Linked DNA regions of Mus musculus: region 2 is linked to region 1. A link is a contact called in public Hi-C data. All regions are on one chromosome and are shown on one strand. Each heading gives the region's core, a stretch centred on a gene start, on an enhancer-like site or on the middle of the called end of the contact. The rest is flanking DNA. Distances are from core to core; before and after follow the strand shown. Region 1 has its middle 13 kb from the start of Gm42350. Region 2 overlaps Casz1 (castor zinc finger 1).

Evidence for each region. A called contact is a pair of places that touch in the nucleus more often than the background predicts.
Region 2: a Hi-C map of the N1E-115 cell line shows a contact between it and region 1, with 2.6 times the contacts expected there. The contact joins two enhancer-like sites. A contact is called at or near these places in 6 of 39 promoter capture datasets (the C10 cell line, cranial neural crest, frontonasal cranial neural crest and 3 more), 1 of 484 Hi-C or Micro-C datasets (the N1E-115 cell line), 15 of 115 datasets of contacts at active chromatin or transcription factors (differentiating embryonic stem cells, double positive thymocytes, embryonic basal ganglia and 7 more) and 1 of 9 other capture datasets (adipose tissue).

Annotation. Positions count from the first base shown.
Region 1 is chr4:148,769,189-148,775,270 of GRCm38.p6, forward strand. No RefSeq gene overlaps it. Among named protein-coding and RNA genes, the nearest start is that of Gm42350, 13 kb to the right of the region's middle. Within about 2 kb of position 2,538, at least 46 of the 459 cell types and tissues checked have an H3K27ac peak or open chromatin away from gene starts, as enhancers often do. A contact at or near this core is called in the N1E-115 cell line, where this site is marked.
Region 2 is chr4:148,910,675-148,916,756 of GRCm38.p6, forward strand. The region is part of intron 4 of Casz1 (castor zinc finger 1); the gene reads left to right. It overlaps Gm15969 (a long non-coding RNA gene), which reads right to left. Exons shown (of 3, transcript XR_003955174.1): 2 at 3,523-3,710; 3 at 2,896-2,944. Among named protein-coding and RNA genes, the nearest start is that of Gm15969, 4.1 kb to the right of the region's middle. Within about 2 kb of position 3,372, at least 20 of the 459 cell types and tissues checked have an H3K27ac peak or open chromatin away from gene starts, as enhancers often do. A contact at or near this core is called in the N1E-115 cell line, where this site is marked.

The DNA of each region.
Region 1 (6,082 bases), core at 1,288-3,787:
TCTTTGCCTCCCCAGCCGTTTCCCATGACTCTTCCTGCAGATGACATGTTCCCGTGAGGGTCACCAAACACTATTAATTGTATTTGCCCACACGACAACGACGAGAACGACGACCTTGGGCCCCTCTCCCATGCCAGGTGGAGAGGCCTTTAGGACAGTCTTGCCAAGTCTTCCTACCAACTCCATGAAGTCAGGCCTTTGGTCATTACTCTTCCTATTTATAGATGACTGAACTCAGGCATGGGCAATAATTCAAATGCCTGGGGTGGTGCTCTAGGAAGAGACAAAGCCTGCGCTTGAACCCAGATATCGTGCAGGACCCACAGGTCCCAGGCTACGTGATATCTCATCGCCCCCAATATGCAGTTACAGCAGTGGCGTGGAAGTGAACAGCCACCCTTTCCAGCAAGCCTCACGTTCTTTTCCTCTAAACAAGATACCATGGGCTCCCTCACACACTCCTGAGAACTGCTTTCCATCGGCAGGGGGTGGAGTGGGGTGTGTTGCGGGGTGTGCTGGACATTAGGAAGTTCCCACACAGACTTCCAACATAATCTCTGTGACTGTGTTCTTAGGCCTTGGTCTGGGAGTGTGGACACAAGGACTTCATCACCACCTCTGTCCTTGACAGGGCAGTGATTGGCTCTCTACGCTCATTTGGGCCCCATTCCCACTGCATGGCTGCAAACACTCGGGTCAGGGATGATATAACCTTCTCCGGGCCTCAGTTTCCTCTCTGTAACACAAGCGGCTAGGACTCTCTCCCATCCATTCTCAGGTCTCCCATTTCCAACCCCACAGATCCCTGGTGCTTTGAGGTCAAGGTCAGAGTTAGTAGGACTCAGCTGGGCAGAGCATAGCTGGTGAGGGGACATGTTCCTTCTCCAGTGTCTCTGCCCTACTTTCTGATGAAGGATAAACTACTGTCAGGGTGAAGGAAATAGACACCCAACAGCCCCCTAGAAGGCACCCAGAAGGTTCCCAGGACAGGAGGGCAGAACTGTCACAAGGCAGAACTTCTCACTGTAAAGTGGTATTCCCAGAGGCTACTGGAAACCCACTCGAATGACATGTGGGCAGTGTGAACACCCTATGCTGAGTGTACCACCTCATTCTAGTCCCAACAGCAGCACCCACAAGGCAGGACTCTTTACCACCTACCTGTTGGCCCCTCTGCCTGGCATGCTTGGTCTCTTCTGAGACTGCCCACTTTTCTCAAGCTGTAGCCCCCTTTGACTACAGCGGCGGGGGGGGGGGGCGTGGGAGGGGACAAACAGAGAGTTCTCGGGAGTAGTTGGAACCCGGATGGCTATAGAGTCCAGCCTTTGTATGATCCCCCAGCTGAGAAGCACACAGGCATCTCCCCCTGGCAACCTCAGTCCCAGCTAGGTTCTGTGTCCCTCTCTAGGAGGTGGTAGGCAGTCAGTATGCCCACCTACTCTGGGACCAGAGGCAGGGAGGGGAGGGGCCGCGGGCCTGGGAGAAGCCTGGCTGTTCCCCTCTGCCCCTCTAGAGATCCTGCTCCCTACCCTAGACTGGAAACCTGACACCCGGAGGCCCATCTGCTCACTGCCCTCGGTTCACAGCCCCTGGAGGCCTCTGTGCCAGAGGCAGCCTAGCCGTGATTGTTCCCTGCTGAATGGGCAGGCCTGGTGCCCACACCAGGTGCACCATTGTGATGGTCTTGACACCTGCCTGGCGGGTCGCAGGGCCCACAAGCATGGCGATCCTAGCCTGGCTGAGCAGAACTGCCTACCAGCCTCCTGGAGTTGGGCTAAGGAGTTCCAGGTCCCTCGTGCTCTCACGGTGTGTGTGTGTGGGGGGGGGGGGTTAAGTACCCCAATCACAGTTTGTATCTCCGTTTGCCAGAATGAAGGGGGACGCTTTGTCCCCTCTTCCACTTACGATTTCAGCCCCGATAGAGGGAGGGGGTGCACCCTCAATTTCTTGACTGTAAAATGGGAATAAGAGAAGAAGCCACCAAAATGAGCAGCTGGAAGATCAAAAGCCACACTGAGCGATGGGGAAAAGCAGTTACTACAATTCAGACTTGCAGTATGCAGGCAGGGACCTCGGGGAGCTGGGCTCAGCCCCACAGGCCCGCCCAGAGCCCTGGCTGCCCCCCTGCCTGCCTCCCCTTGCCCGGCCTCCCGCCCCGCTCTATGAAAATTTAATGCCGGGTAATGACAGTCTGGGCTAATGAAAGAGGCTTCTCTTCTGGCAAAAAGAGAAAAACAAACAAAAATCAACAACCTGCAAGGGGGCATTAACTTTTCATGAGCTCTCTCCCCAGTGACACCCCGCCCCGGCTCACCCCGGGCAGCGCCAAGCCCCCTCCTTCCCTATTTCTCTCAGGAGCCAGGCTGGGCTGAAAGAGTGAGGACGCAGCTGGAGGGGTCCTGATTCTTTGAGAGTGTCTTCTTGGGGTTTCTTTGTGGGACACCTGCCAGTCTTAGGGAAGAGGGAGCTCTAAGGGTTTGGGGGAGCTTCCGTGGAGGGCTCTGGGGGTGGAGTACCAGCGCCGGGCAGCAGGTGGGAGTGGATGCAGTCCAGAGCTAGTGAGAGAGGAAAGGATGAGTTCAGGGGTCCGGTTCCGGTCTCAACAACCTGCAATAAGCCTCGCCCCCCAGTCCTAGCTCCCCTGTGCCTGACTGCAAATGGCTAGAGAAAAGGGCACGAAGCGCCGCTCTTTCTCTCTCTTTGTGGTGTCCTGGAGAGCCATTGGCTGCTGCCTGTGATATCCTGAGAGATGCGACAATTAATTTTCTTTTAATCAAGGTCGGATGAAGTAAATCGGCGCGGCTGTGCAGCCCTTCATTTTCTGTTTTTGCAGTGGTGCAAAACAAATATGATCAAATTATACTCCTTCTCACCTTATTGAATTAGGAAGCATGACTGATCAGAGGGAGTGGAGATGCACGATACTAGGTGGAGCGCCCCCTCTTTCCCTGACCCAGCTTCCATCTCTCGGGGGTCACTGGGACTTAGGGACCCCTGGAGGATAACAGAAGACAGTACTCAGCATAGTGGGTGCTCAGCAAAGGCATGTGAAAGAATGAATGAATGAGTTGAATGAATGAATGATGCAGTGATAACCTTGGGTCCTTTATGGCTTTTAAATTTTTAGTGTGTGTGTGTGTGTTCAAGTATGTGCATGCTGTGACATCTTTTTAGGTCACAGAACAACTTTTGGGAGTCCTCTCACCCATATGAGTTCTGGGAACTGAACTAAGTGGTTAGGCAGAACGTCTCTGCCAGCTTTCCACCTTTGCTTTGCTTTTTTTTTTTTTTTTTAAGACAGGGTTTCTATTTGTAGCCCTGGCTGTCCTGGAACTCACTCTGTAGACCAGGCTGGCCTCGAACTCAGAAATCCACCTGCCTCTGGCTCCTGAGTACTGGTATTAAAGGTGTGTGCCACCACTGCCCAGTCCACCTTTGCTTTTGAGGCAGGCAGGGTCTCTCTGCTGCACTGGCGTTTGCTTTATCACTGTTGCTGTGATAAAGAGCTCTGGAGAGGGCTTGCTTCAGCTTGTACTTCCAGGTCACAGTCCATCACCGAGAGAAGTCAGCGAGCTCACGCAGGAACTGAAGCAGAGTCCAGGAAGTGCTGTGTCCTGGCCGGTTATCTGGCTTGTACCCAGTTAGCTTTCTTACACAACCCAGACCCACCTGCCTGGGGATGGTGCCACCCACAGTGGGCTTGGCCCTTCCCCATCAGTCATAAGTCAAGATACTCTTTCACAGCAGTGGCCACAGGCCCATCTGATCTGGGAAGTTCCTCAATTGAGCTTCCCTCTTCCAAGGTGACTCTATGGTTACATAAAAACTAACCAGCGCAGCTGGGTGCCCCAGGCTCACTGGCCTGCTAGCTTTTGGGGGAATTCGTCAACCCCTGTCTCTAGCCTCACTGAAGGATTGCTGGAGTTACAGACATGCACCATAGTGTCCAGATTCTGCAAAAATCTCAGGGATTCGAACTCAGGTTGTTAGGTTTGTGCAGCAGACACCTTTTAGCCATTTATCTCTCCCCGTTGAGACAGAGCTGTATATGGGCCAGGCTGGCCTCAAACATGTGGCTGTGGATGATCTCAGACTCCTGGTCCTCCTGCTTCTGTCTTCCCAGGGCTGGGATTACAGGGGGAGCTGCCATGCCCAGTTCGTGTGGGGCATATTAGGCAAGCCCTCTACCAGATGACAGCCATCACTGAGAAAACGTTTGGGAGAATCTGAAAGGGTAAATTGGCGTTGGCTCAGGGACCTCAGGGAGAGAGCTGCCAAGGTCCTCTAAGATTAGAGTTTGCCTAGAAGGAGAGTCACCTGGGCCCAGGTCTCGGCTCCATCCTAAGACATATTAGTTTTTTTTGTCACCGACCTTAAACTGAGGATGAACATGTCAATCAAGCCGGGGCTAGATGAGGTAACAGTCTATGGGAGATGACCTCACACAGTGGGCGTGCAGCGCCCGTCACCTGGCATCATCACCTTTTATTAACATGTGTTTATTTCTGATACAAAAAGCAGTTGGGCTGGGTTGGGAAAGGCCCTGAGTACCGTGCCCAGAAAGAGATGGCTTTCCCACCCTGTGGTGGGCCTGACCCATGGTACTCAGAGCAGAGCAGGCAATGTAGGTGTCTACATATGAATTCATCTTGCAGATGCCAGGAGATGGGGAAGGCCCTCCTGAGCGTCCTCTTCTAGAGTGAAGTCCTTCTAACCCAGGGCTTAGATGGGCTATTCCCCTTCTATGTGGGTCTCTGCCTACCTTGAGGTTGCTGGGGGCCTTCTGATGTGTGGTGCTAAGGGTTTGTGGAAATGTCCTGCCTCTGTGCTGTGGTCACAATTCTGCGGTGGAGGAGGGGTCACTGATAACACACACGGTCATTGTTCTTTGGAAGATTTCAGCCTGGCTCATCACACACGGTGATAAATCCCAGGGAGAAGCAAGCAAGGTGATACCTACACATGAGCACATACACACTCATAGAGAAAGAAGGCACAGGAGGGTTGGGGGAAGGGAAGGGAAGAGGAAAGGGGAGGGAGAAGAAGCCTCCAGAAGCAAAGCTGCTAACCCAGGGCTTGGATGGAGATGAGCGGCTTAGACAGCATACTGAGCCAGCATGGGGGGGGGTGGGGGGGCTTGGGAGAGGCAGAGAGTTTCTGATTTTCGGGGGAGTCACAGTGAAGGCGAAGAGAAAGGGAATTTATCTGGAAGGTTCAGGGCTGAGGTGAATCCCTGGGGCATACGGACAGATGGATCCGTTTGTCATCCGTTTGTCATTCCAGAGAGTGAGGCCTATAAGAATCAACCTCAACCTCTGAGACCCAAAAATCTCTGGAAAGCCTCTCTGAGTACACCAGGGTCCACCTAGGCCCATAGAAGTCTCTGGAGGGGATAATAAGGTCCGAGGCTCATGCTGTAGGCTAGGAGTAGACTGGGCACCTGTGGCGAGAGGCAGGTGCTGGGTTTCCCAGTTTTATTATGTTGGGATCTTGTGACCTTCAACTTCTCTAAGGCCTTGCTAGGTCTCCATCCCTCTGGGCCTCTCCTACCTCAGGGGAGTCAGCTGACTGGCTCTGGGTCCTCATCCCAGACTGGGGTGTGAAGACAGCCCTGGGGTAGATGGGTGACCCCGGGCATCGTTCCATAACCTCCCTGGCATGTGCTGGCCATGCCCGTGGGCCTGTGCCATACACGGCCTGTGGGACCAGTCTCTGGGTGGAGGACTTTTCTTCGCAGCTGAGTCATTGCTCCCAGGGTGCAGCAGTGACCCAGATGGGGCAAGATCATGACATATATTTATCTCTGCCATCTTCCCAGTACCTTCCCCTTCCCTTCCTCTTCCTGCCCCATCCCCCTCTCCCTCCTCCTTGGGTGTGACACCTGACCTTCCTACTCAGCCCCAGATCTCTCCTGTGCTAAACAAGGTCCTCTGCCTAGGCTTTCTGTCTTCTTCTCTGCTCATTGACAAGAGTCATAGCTGCCACTAATTGAAGGCTGACCAATTACCAGCCACTTTGCACATATTACATTTAATCCATTTGCCAGGCTGACTGTTACTATTATTATCCCCATTTTACAGAT
Region 2 (6,082 bases), core at 2,122-4,621, 140 kb after region 1:
GATCCCCTGTATGGGTGTGTCCTCAAGTAGGTGTCTAGATGCCACCTGGGCAGGATACATGGGGTTCCTGTCCTGACATTGTTTTGAGCTCTGGAATGTTTTTTCGGCCAACTTTATCAGAAAGCATATTTGTGGTGAGTGCTGCTAACAGGGCCAGTCTGGTGAGGGCTGGGGGGCTGGGGAAGGGTTAGTAGCTCGTCTAACACTGACACACTCTCCCTGTGGATAACAGACAGATTGGGACATCTTGGAGAGGACGTGGGTCACATGACCTCACACGTCCTCTGAGTTTCTGCCCAGCACCTTCCTTCTGAGAGACACAGAGAACGGATGTCACGCCTAACACTCATCTTTCTTAGCAAACGACAGGGGTCTGTGTGGTTCAGCCAGTTTCACAGGTGCTGGGGGACGTAGCTTAGCCATAGAGCCACTTGCTTAGAAAATGTTCTAAACATGGTTCCATCTCTAGCACTGAAGAAAAAAATAAAATAAAAACAAAATAAACAAACCCCAGAAGACACAGGTGGAGAAGTAGGAGAACCATGGTCACTGCCACTGTCCCTAAAAGCCAGGAGACAGACACAGTAGGGAGCATCCTTGCCAGAGGGAAGGCTTCCCTGAGGACTGATCCACATGGCAATGTTGAGGGGAAATTACAAAGTGTAGATCCCTGGATGTTGACTGTGTTATTCAGCTTGTGTCCCTGAAGGGCTCCGGATCCCAGTTAAGTCCACTTTGTCCCCTTGAACTCCTCCTGGGCACACCCTGCACTGTAGCGGCTGATGCAAATGCCTGCTAAGGTTTACAGGAAAACTTACTTTGCTGCAGGCCTTGATCCTTCACAGTCCCCGAGAAAGGGACTCTCCACTTGTCCCCAGGGAGGGCTGCCAGGGTGGGACCCTCTGACTGACTCGTCCCTGGTGAGATAGAGGTGAGCAGACCAGACAGAAGCACTTGTGGCAGCCATCTAGATGAGCTTTGTTCTCCTAGGAGACACGTCTTCAGGTTCATGTTTATACAGTGTACTCTTGTGAAGGCCGAGGAGGAGGAGGAGGAGGTGGTGGTGGAGGAGGAGGAGGAGGAGGAGGAGGAGGAGGAGGAGGAGGAGGAGGAGGGAGATGCTTCCCATGGCCCACTGAGAGACCACTTTAGTCAGTTCAGGAACAGCCCCCCACTGCTAGAACTCACAGGGTTACCTTGGGAACTATGGAGAGCAGAGTGGCTGCTTTGCAAACAGCTGTCTGATGGAGTGGGGCTCAGCCTGAACCCTGAACTAGGTTTGCCCCCTTTTTGCTTGTGTGGGTTTGAGAGAACCTGAGTGCTTTGCCGGATTTGACCAAATTATGAATTAGGAGGTGGGGAGCATCGCAGTGTTCTTAGGGAGACTGGAGGGTACTTGGGGCATAACCACCCTGGCACTACAGATATCTACCCTGCCCAAGAGGGAGAAGTTACAAAGCAGTAGGGATGGGCATTCCTAAACAACCCAGAAAGGAGGGGGTCTGAGAGGGAACCAAGCCAGAACCACAGTCGGTGTGCTTGGATAAGGGTAGATGAGATAGATGTGCTGTAGCCATTGATGGTCACGCTGGCAGCAGTGAAGTTCAGGCCTTCCTTGACTGACTTTCTCTAGGCTCTGGGTGGAGGCAGCAGGTGGGATAGTCTGGAGGGCAGGCGATGGATGACCAGGCTCTTCCAAGCCAAGCGTGCCAGCTCCTGCCAGTGGGGTCATGACCCTCTTGATAAGAAGGGTCATCCTGGGACTCCTTGCAAGTCTACAGATGGCGGCAGAAGGAGCTCCCGGGAACCCGAGGCAGGGCTAAGAGCCCCTGAGAAGAAGCCTGGATGTTTTCAGTTTCCAGGTCCCTTGGGGGCCCAGGGGCAGATTGAGACAGGCTCCTTGCAGGGGAGGTGTTAACAAACAGCAGGTGATTAAACATGACAAGCGGTGACATTTCTGTTCAGGGTTCTCAGTCCCAGCAAAGCCAAGAATGAAGCTATAAACCCTGACATTTTGTGTTATGCACTGAGAGGATTTTAATAGACCTCGTTCCCTCTTCTCCAGTCCTCCTCTTCTCTCCCTCTTCACCACCCCCATCACATCCAGTGTCCCACAGAGCACCCCTCCATTCCATTTTGCCTGACTTTCAGGAGCCATCTGGGCTGTATGGGTCTCTGTACCTGCAGGTCCTGGCCAGATGCCCCCCTCCCCACACCTTCTTGGTTTTGATCTTTCCTGTTGTCCCTCTTCAAACCCCCCTTGCCTCCCTCCACCGTCCACTTTCTCACCTCCTTTTTTTGGGTCCTGATCTCACAGCCTGTCCCTTAGCTGCGGCTGTCCCAGTTGTCAGGGACAGCAGGTGGCTGTCCTTGTGCTCTTTGTGCTCATAACATTTCCAGACAGACTTGAGAGCGGGTGTAGGGAGTTTGTGGGGCTTGGTATGGGCTCTCCCCCATCTTTCTTTTTTAATCTCCTTTTCTCCTTTTTGGGACAAGGACAAGGCAGAGGGAGAAAATTGCTCTACGCTGCAAACAGTTGCTGGGTTTATTCAGAAAGGACTGACCAGCAACAGTTGTTCCTCTTACAGAGAAATGCAGGAACAACTGGGGCCTTCTTTGTTCTCTGGGCAGAGTCCTGTGAAGGGCATTTGGAGGTGAGCCTGGGGCTAAAGAGGGCAAGACACTCACAGTGTCAATTGAGTCCCACCCAGGGAGTCCCCACCCCAGCAAGCAGGAAAGGTTTTTAGAGCTAGGCAGGGTCTGGTTAAGAAGTCAGGCCACACCCTGGGTCCTCCGCTCAGCCCTAGTCAACGCAAGAAGCTCTTAGCGGTCTGTGTTCATTTCAGTAAATATTTATTGGACAGACACTGTGCTGAACAGTAGTTCCGTCCTGTAGATCTCTTGGTCAAATGAGGTGGATGGAGGAGTTGTTACTGTAGAGGGCCTACAAACAAGAACAGGGGTCAGAGATGAGGACCAGAGGAGGGGATGATCTAGAGGGCGTCTCACAAATGATATGGTCACTAGGGCCCCTGAAGGATGCCTAGGAGAAGGGAGGCCAGGCCTAGGATTGAGGTTGGACCCTCTGCGTAGCGGTCAGTGTTCTGGAGGCCTGGGGTATACTGTGTAGCCTCACGGTACTACCTGGCATGGAGGAGAGTTTGAGCTGTGTCATCCCACAGTAGGTGTCTCTAGGACTCAGAACCTATTTTCTTATCTACCCTTCCACCTCTGCCCAGCTGGGCCAGGCACGATGGTCTGGGTAAAGTGGGAATGAAGCTCACCCCAGTTCAGTGGACAGAGAGCCGCAAGAAGTGGGCGGATGCCCATAGACTGTGGCTGTGCAGCCTCTTCTGTCTCTGTCCTTGGGGTGATGAGTCACAGGTAAGGAGGTAAGAGAGACATACAGGCTCGTGTGATGGGCCCAGTGCAGGAAGCAAAGGAACCAGGGCAGCCTTGTGTCACCTTCCTTGCCTGTCACTCAGCAGGATCAGGTAACCTCCAGGAGCCCCCTGAACTCACTCATGTTGCTGCTTCTCTCTCGGTGGTTGGGAAGCGGCGCACAGTGTGTCCTTGTTAGCCTACAGGCTTCCCAAGAGACTTCAGATGGTCCTCTAGGATCCTGAGGGCCAGGTTGAGCAGTGCCAATAGGGACTCAAGATGCATCTGAGAAGCTCGGAGAAGCATCTGAGAAGGAGGGTTGTTTGGACCTGTGTGGATTAGAGGAGGACCAGAGGGGAGCAGATGGGGGGGGGGGTCCTAAGATGCAGGCTCCAAGTTCAGCCGCTCATCCATCAGGAGCTGGCCTCACATCCTGGTGTTAGACGGCCACAGCCACACCAGTAGCCAAGGGCGAACTCTAGGGCCTGTTGTCTGGAAGGGTCTCACACAACCCACGGGGCACCTTTTTCTTTACTGGTTTGCCTCTGCCCAGGAGCTGTGCTGGCACACTGTCCCAGTGTCACATTGGTTCTCTAAAGGAGATCAGGCTGGTTTGCCACCCCAAGAAGAGCTAGGGGGTACAAGGCAGACTTCATACATCACTGACTCCTTTTCCCCACCCCACCCTGCCATTCTGACAGGCTTACTCCAGGTCCGCCTTGACACCAGCCCGTTTGCTCACTTCCCAGAGTCTAGCTGGAACTGTGTAGACCCCCTGAACTGTCATCACTTGACAACTTGGCTGGGGGTCATGGTAGTGAGAGGAGGGGAGAGGAGTCCTGGAGCCCAGGCTTGGCCTACTGCCCCCGAAGGTCCAGAGCCAGGTTTTATTATAATCCCCACATCCTGTTGCAGATCCTTAATCAGCTGGATCCCAGGTTGGGCTGGACCCTGTGGTGTCACTCAGGGCTGTAGCATAGAAAACCTGAAGTGGAGTTTCAGGAGCTGGGGTTGGGGTTATGAGGATAAGGCAGGTGGCAGGGAGGAGAAGGGAGCCGGCCAGCCGAGCACAGGATGTGGACAGAGCCCAGACCCACCACCCACCAACCAGGCTGGGGGAGGAGAAGCAGCTGCTGCAAACTGGGAACTGGCTGGGAGGTGGGGGGGTGGGGGTGGGGGCAAGACACCGCTAGTCTGTGGGGGCTGCCGTGCTGCCTTGTGCCACGGAGACAGCTGGCCCTACAGTCGCTCTGGCAGTGGGCAGTAGCCCTAGCCAGGAGTTGGTAGAGGGAACCCTGGGTGATGTTGGTTCCAGTGTCTATACGGACAGGCTAAACTCCAAGAGTTGGAGTGTTCTTGCTCTGCCAAGAGCTCCTTGGAGGGCAGAGGGCCCAGAGTTAGGAGTCTGGGTAGCCAGGGCCTGAAGCTCTGTTGAGAGGCAGCTGGTAAGGGGAGAACCCTGGGATCAGCTGTTTCTTTCCATAGAGGCAAACCTCCACGTCTACCTGGCCTCTAGTTCAGCCTAGCCCCAATGCCTCCACATGAAGTCTGGGGACGATCTAGGGGACAGTGAGGACACCCCACCTGAACCCTCAGTCTACGGTGTCATGGTAGAAAGGATGAGGGGACATGCAGAAGGCAGCCATAGCCGGAGAATGGAAGGCAGAGTGGGCTGTCTGGCGGCGGGTGGGCAGACGGGTGTCTGTCCTGCCAGGGGCCCGGGCTGGCTCTGTCGACAGCCTCTTTTCTATATGGAAATGAAGAATTTAGGCTAATGGAGCTCAACCATCTCTAATTTTGCGATGGCAGGAGGATTTTGATTGAAAGTAATTAAGCAAGCTAGCTGTAAAATTAATTAAAGCAAAAGGGGGGGATTTTTTATTGGATTGGATAGCGATATAGCGTCTGTCAGGCGGGGGACGGATGGGGGTGACCTGAATCCTCTGCCCTCCCCCCTCCCACTCGGGACGTTTATGTCACTTTAATCTCCTTACAGCGGCTGCTGTGCATTTGTTTGAAATAATCAAGGAAATATGGTCAGAAATTGTCAGCTTTCAGATCTAATTTACCTGACGGCCCCTGCGCAAGCCAGCGAGGCCTGGGGAGTGAGCAGGCGTGAGCGGTGGGGGAGCCGAGTGGGCTCCAAACACACTGGGCTCCTCAGCCCACACCCCGGGGCCCAGGCACCCTCCAAGGGGGAGGGAGGGTACTCCTAGGTGGGGCGGGGTGAGGCGGGGGGCGGGGGCTCCTTTCTGGAACAGGCACCCCCCCACACCCACCTGCTGCCTCATCCCCACACTAACCAGCTTTAGGGTTTAGGGAATATAGGATTAGGGAGGGGTGATTGTAATTCCTTATTCCAGATGGCTGACAACTGCTAAACCCATCCACCAGGGCCACGGTTTTAAAAATACTCCTAAATTAGTCCCCTCATGTCCTCCTCACTGTCGGTAAAGGGATTGAGGCAGTAGGCCACAGAGATGGTGAGGAGGTGCTGCCGACTGTCACAAGCTGCCTCCTCACCTCTTCTGGGGCTATGCCTATGACCCAGGCTCTGTCTGTCCCAGGCCCTTTTCCTGATTCCTAGATAGTTCTTGCCCTACTTCCCTTCCACAGCACAGCCAGCCCCAAAGGATTGTGGGAACACAGTCCCGGCAACAGGAAGGCCCCTTCCACAGTCTCGTCATTGTCAGTGGATAAA